2 separate regions of the Ovis aries genome follow, and region 2 is linked to region 1. The links are chromatin contacts, called in public Hi-C maps. All regions are on one chromosome and are shown on one strand. Each heading gives the region's core, a stretch centred on a gene start, on an enhancer-like site or on the middle of the called end of the contact. The rest is flanking DNA. Distances are from core to core; before and after follow the strand shown. Region 1 has its middle 60 kb from the start of TRNAS-GGA. Region 2 overlaps TMCC3 (transmembrane and coiled-coil domain family 3).

Evidence for each region. Hi-C and Micro-C count contacts between places; a contact is called where the count stands out from the background.
Region 2: a contact with region 1 is called in a Hi-C map of hypothalamus, with 5 times the contacts expected there. The contact joins two enhancer-like sites. A contact is called at or near these places in 5 of 16 Hi-C or Micro-C datasets (hypothalamus, liver, muscle and 2 more).

Annotation. Positions count from the first base shown.
Region 1 is chr3:130,796,473-130,799,436 of ARS-UI_Ramb_v3.0, reverse strand. No RefSeq gene overlaps it. Among named protein-coding and RNA genes, the nearest start is that of TRNAS-GGA, 60 kb to the left of the region's middle. Within about 2 kb of position 1,421, at least 8 of the 54 cell types and tissues checked have an H3K27ac peak or open chromatin away from gene starts, as enhancers often do. A contact at or near this core is called in hypothalamus, where this site is marked.
Region 2 is chr3:131,002,398-131,005,361 of ARS-UI_Ramb_v3.0, reverse strand. All of the region lies in intron 1 of TMCC3 (transmembrane and coiled-coil domain family 3), which reads left to right. Among named protein-coding and RNA genes, the nearest start is that of TMCC3, 100 kb to the left of the region's middle. Within about 2 kb of position 1,506, at least 5 of the 54 cell types and tissues checked have an H3K27ac peak or open chromatin away from gene starts, as enhancers often do. A contact at or near this core is called in hypothalamus, where this site is marked.

The DNA.
Region 1 (2,964 bases), core at 172-2,671:
CAGACTTCTTGTGATGTAAGGTCAGAAACGTCTCTCCTGCTGAAGCTCTGTTAGTTGCTTCTTGTTACATCATAAGATGTTCCTAACTGACACTGGCAGTGGGCAGCTGGGAGGAGCAGTATGAGAACACGTGTGCCGGGTGTTGACGTAGCAACCTTAAAGCAGCTGTTTTAGTGTGAAGTGTGTCTTTAGGTAACTGGAAGAAAAACTATTAACTATTTAGGTTTTTTTATATTGTCACCGAGTGGTGTGCGTACAGATCCATGCGCCTCTCTCTGCATGAACCCACACCCTACCCTTTGTTGTTTTCCTCTCGCTTGCATGTGTGGATGCACTTGCTCAGTCATGTCCGACCCTTTGCGACCCCTGGGACTATGGCCCCCAGGCTCCTCTGCTCATATAATTCTCCAGGAAAGAATGCTGGAGTGGGTTGCCACTTCCTCCTCTAGGGGATCATCCTGACCCAGGGATCAAGCACCTCTCTTGCATCTCCTGCATTGGCAGACTGATTCTTTATCACTGTGCCTGCTGGGAAGCCCTTCCATTCACTTAGGACTGCAGTATTTTTTTAGGCATACAATAAAAATAGATGCAACCCAGAGCAGGGAGAGAGGGGGAACCCAGAGGCTAATGGGGCTATGCAGTACCCTGGCCCCTTCAGAAGCATCCCCATTTGTATACAGAAATGCATGGTGATATGAGTTATGTATCGATCACGATCACGTGATCAGTCGTGGGCATCTGACATCTTTAGCACTAGTCAAGATTGGGAGTGAAGAGGTACCCTCCATTGCTAAATACAAAATCCCTGGGGCCAGCAGCCCAGATGTCACCCAGTTCTTAACATAGATTGCTGACAACAGTGGTCCCATCCACATGCCCCAAGCCTCCCCAACTGCCTCTTCAGTGGGATTTTTCTGACCACAGTATTTTCCAGGCTTTACGAGGTACCACTAATGGCAGCTGGTTAATTATCCCTTCTCCAGAGGATCTTCCCCACCCAGGAATCAAGCCTGTGTCTCCTGCATTGCAGGCAGATTCTTTACCATCTGAGCCACCAGGGAAGCCCAATTTCTGAAGAAATTGTTTCAAGTCTCAGGATTGAAGATCTGCCCCTGAGCAAATGTAGAGAAATAGACTTAAGAAACATCCAGTCACTGTTGGCCATCAGAGAACCACCAGAGAAGCGTCCTCTGCTGTTCACGTCATTTCTTCTGAGATTCTTTTTCCTCTCAGAGAAGGATGTTAGGGGAGTGGGCATCTCCCCCTTCAGACCTCATCAACATGAGAGCTGCGGGCACGTGCAGACAGTTGGTGGTCATGTCCTGTGATCACCAAGGCTCAGCCATTTCTCATCTGGGGAACCAAGTTCCCTGGGTACAGTCCTCCTCATTGCTGAGGTTGTAGCAGCCTCTAGGGGTTGCCACGGGTTACTGAGCGCGTGGGCCGTTTAAAGTGAGAGTGCTCAGTATTTCCTCCAGATGTCCCCAGGGGCCAAAGATGATCTGATGGCTGGATCTCAAGACCACCTCCCATCGCTGACCAGGGTCTGGAACTGGTTGGCATACACACGTAGAGGAAGTGGAGGGGAGCAAAATGTATCCCCCACAAAGTGTCTCTTTCACACGTGGGTTATTTTGAGCTGGAAACAATCATGACCCAAAAGACTCAGGAAGAAACTTTGACCTTCCCCCTGACTGCCCAAAGAGTGTAGACAGAGGGCCTGTCCCGGGAGGGGGTCCATCAGCACAGACGACTGCAGTGTGAGCCAGTGGTGGCGAGGGAGGGACCAGCAAAGTCTGGTAGAACCCCTCTCTATGGCCCACCATCTCTGCCCACCCAGCAAACATCTGTCTATCAAACACTTGCTTTTCTGTCTCCATGTCAGTTGCCTGACTCCCCTTTGAGGTCCCAGACCACTACCCCCAACATGCTCTTATATCTTTAGCTGAAGATGGTACTTAAGGTGAGGGTTTTAGATATGAACCTGTTTTGGTGGGTTATGCAGTCTTCCTGAGTCTCTCCCATGTATCTGTTATTAAGCTCTGTTTGACTTTCTCCTGTTCATCTCTCTCGTGTCAATTTAATTCTTAGAGACAAAGCTGGATGAGCAGAGAGAAACGTCTTCTTCCCACAGAGGGGAATGTGTTGAACCTGTGGGCGGTCAGCTTGCCTGGATCCACCTGAGAATTACTGTGCCTACTGGTGTACACACACACAGCAGTTTTCTCTGAATGGGGCACACCACCAAGTCATCACCCCTCTTGCTGAAGCCCCCCTTGCTCCCCCAGTGCCTCCCCGGGTCCCAGTCTTCCCATTCTTCCCACACATACGTAAGGCTGTCTCTGGGAGATTGAGCTTTGTCCTGAGTTGTCAGCCAGGGCATTCCAGCCCTAAAAACTAGGGCTCTAGTTTTTAGGATTTATCTCAAAATCTGCTCTGGTCTTGTCACCATCTGCTTAAGAGCCTGCGGCACTTTCTCATCCCCACTGCGTTGAGGGTGAACCTCCAGAAAATTCCCTGATCCACCTACCCTCAGCCTGTCCCTCCTGACAGAGCATCTCCACCTTCTCGTCAGATGATGTCCTTTTAGTGCTCCCAACTCGGTGCTCCCTCACTCTTGGGCAGTTGGGAGGCAGTCCTCTGCTCACAGCTCCACATACTACACTTTGTAATAATTAGTTGCTAGTGTGAGTGAGTGTGTCTGTGTAAATGGTTTGTATGAATGTGTGAGTTTGTGTGAGAGTGTGTATGTGAGTGTGTGTGTGTGGTGTGTGTGTGAATGTGTTTGTGTGAGTGTGTGTGGGTTTGTGTGTGTGAGCAGTGTATGAATGTGAGTTTGTGTGAGAGAGTGTATATGTGAGTGTGTGTGGGGGGTGTATGTGTGAATGTGTGTTTGTGTGAGTGTGTGTGGGTTTGTGTGTGTGAGTGGTGTGTGAATATGTGAGTTTGTGTGTGTATGTA
Region 2 (2,964 bases), core at 257-2,756, 210 kb before region 1:
CACAGAGTCCTAACCACTGGACCACCAGGGAAGTGCCCACAAATATACTTCGTGTCACCGTTTGTTTAATGTAGGTTTCACCACTGAAAGGTGAGTTTTTTGCAAAACGTACCATGTCTGCTTTGTTCATTCTATTATGTACAGTGCTCGGAACATAGTAGGTGCTCAGTAAGTGTGTTGGATGAGTGAACGAATGAATGAGATTCAGCCACCAAAGTGTCTTGATCAGTATGCCTCTTGAGTAGGACATGAACCACTAGAGATGATTTTAGATGGAGCCTGGATCTAGCACTAAATAATATTGTATCACCTTGTGTGAAAGTAATTTCTTTTCAATTTAATTTCAACCCTCTGATTTTGTCAAAGAGAAAGCTTTTCTAATGATCGTCTTTAATAACTGCTCCAACACTTGCCAATCTCCCTTGGCAGTGCAGAGAGAGGCCAGGCAATAGTATCTAGCTGGAATTTAATAACATGTTTTGTTTTTATTGCATTCATTTGTGGTTGCTTTTATTTGTGGCAAGTGGTATTGATTTTTCCTTTATGGACATGATCCACAGTTTTCTTTTAAAAGAAAACTAAAAATGTGAGTTTATTTAATCAAAAATATTAAGGAAACAGTGTACAGTATGACATGATATCTTGAATATCTAAAACTTTGGTTCTTAGAGGATCTGAAATTTTGAAACAATCTAGGTCACTGATGCCTATTATTAATCTATCCCCAAACCAGCTCAGGTCCATGACAGAGGAAATGCAATGAAGTCAGTTTCATAAAGCTAAATTTAATCATTGTCATTCTGGTAGGGTGTTCTTTTGTGACACTAAAGTACCCTTTTCCAAAAGAGATGGTGATTTTAAAAAGTCCCGAAATTGGTAAAATAGAGTATTGGCAGCTCCGTGTTGTTCCTTCCCTTTTAATTATGTAGGATGATCGTGCGGGGGAGACAGTTGCACCTGCCTTGGAATCCGAAAGTCTGGGCCCTACTGAAATTAGAGGACCGCTGTAGTCCCTTCCGGTGTGGACAGTGGGTTTAACAGTTGCAGGTAAAATCTTGTGTGCCCTCTGTGTGAATAACCATTGAGTGTGTGTGTGTTGAGCTCACAGTGGACCCTTGCTCCCCATCCTTTCTGTTAGAAGGATTTGTCTGTTTTCCATTCATTTCAAGCAAGAATTCCAAGTAACATATTTATAACGAAAGAGGATGTATAAATAATTTACAGAAATGATGAGTAGTGTGTGAGGGGTGTAATGGGAGAGCGAGATGGTTGGAGGGTGGGTGGGGTGTCCCTGTAGCATCTTCTTCCGTTGGAGAGAGGACAGGGTGGAATGGGGTGAACCTGAGCTGGCAGGATGGATGTTCTGAGGGCAGCAGCCTTTGTGTTTCCTGAGCTGGGGTGATGGGAGCCAGGCACAGAAGAGAACAGAGGTTGGCAGGGAGAGGGAGGCGGTCACTGGTGGCCGGTCGCACGCACGAGTCCTGTGCCACCAGGAGGCTCTGTTGCCCAGAGAGCAGGCTGGGGAAAGGCTGTCCTGTCATGGAGCTGTTGTGACTGCTGCCTTTTCCTGCCATCAGTGGCTGTGTGGAATTGGCTTTGCTTACAGAACCTGAACCCTGAGGCTAAGATACTGATACTCCTGTTAGAAATTCAGCAGAGATATTAAGACTGGAGAGATTATAGCCTTACTGATTGAGTCCGTTTTGACGACCCCCCGATTAAAAACATCCAAAGAGCGAGATCCTTAACATGATTTAAAGTGGGTGTAGCCGGTGGTCAGTGTCTTGGCTTTGGATGTGAAGCTGCTGACCCTGGTGACATTCTTGCTGTGGTTGGTGTCATCTCTCACCATCTGAGCTGCTTATATCCGTGGGGTATATGTGTGTTTGTATGTATGTGAAGAGTGTGCTCACACATATCCAAGTCAGTGGCTATTTAGGTCTGAGCCATGTAATCAAAGGTTCACACTTTCAACTTGGCAAATACTCAGTGGATATTTACGGCACCCCTGTCAAACACCATGGTGGCGGGGGCTGGGGGGGGAGCGGATATTTACGGCATCATGGTGGCAGCGGGCGGGGTGGGGGTGAGTGCTCTGTGACAGCTACATGTGCATATCTGCTGGTTCATACAACTCAGGTTTGCAACAGTATCGTCTAAGTTAGGATGAAGCAAGTACTGCTAGAAAGAGACGAACACAGTATTCCAAGACCACAGAGCAAGAAACATTTACTTCTTGGGGGATAGATTAAACAGGGCTTTTCTGATATTTGATACAGGCCTCAGGAAGATGGCATGGGGTGGAGAGGCAAAGGTAAAGATATGCCATCCTGTGGTAAGAAAAGAAGGGATGAAGGTATAAAGGAGAACATTTTGTTTGGGGAAGGGTGCTTTGCGAAGTAAACTCCCAGATTATCACACAGCACCTGGTAGTGTAGTAAGGGCTGTTTTTATGCCCTCTGTTCAGACGGTGCCGAACAGCTGTGGCAATAGATGGTGCTGACGGAAGCGTGGGAATGCCATATGGGAAAAAGTCAAGGGGTGGTGTGGATTGACGTCTAATAGAATATAGACCTAACTTACAGTCAGCAGTCGTTTCTTTGCTACGTTGTGTCTGATTCTTTGCAACCCCATGAACTGTAGCCCTCCAGGCTCCTCTGTTAATGGGATTTTCCAGGCAAGAGTACTGGAGTCGGTTGCCATTTCCTTCATCAGCTTATGGTCATCAGTTAACAGATGTTTTTGTGAAGACGGGTCCAGTAGACATATACTTTGTGTTACATGTTGATAGTTGGGAGGGATGCATTTAAGAACATGTGGACCATTTGACGGATGACCAAGTGAATAATGTTACGTCCAGCAGAGTATGATTTTCTTTATACTTAAACCACGGTCAATGGAACTGTATTTTTTCTTTGGAAAAGTCAGAATTCTGTTAACATAGCTTGCTTAAAGAGAGCTTCC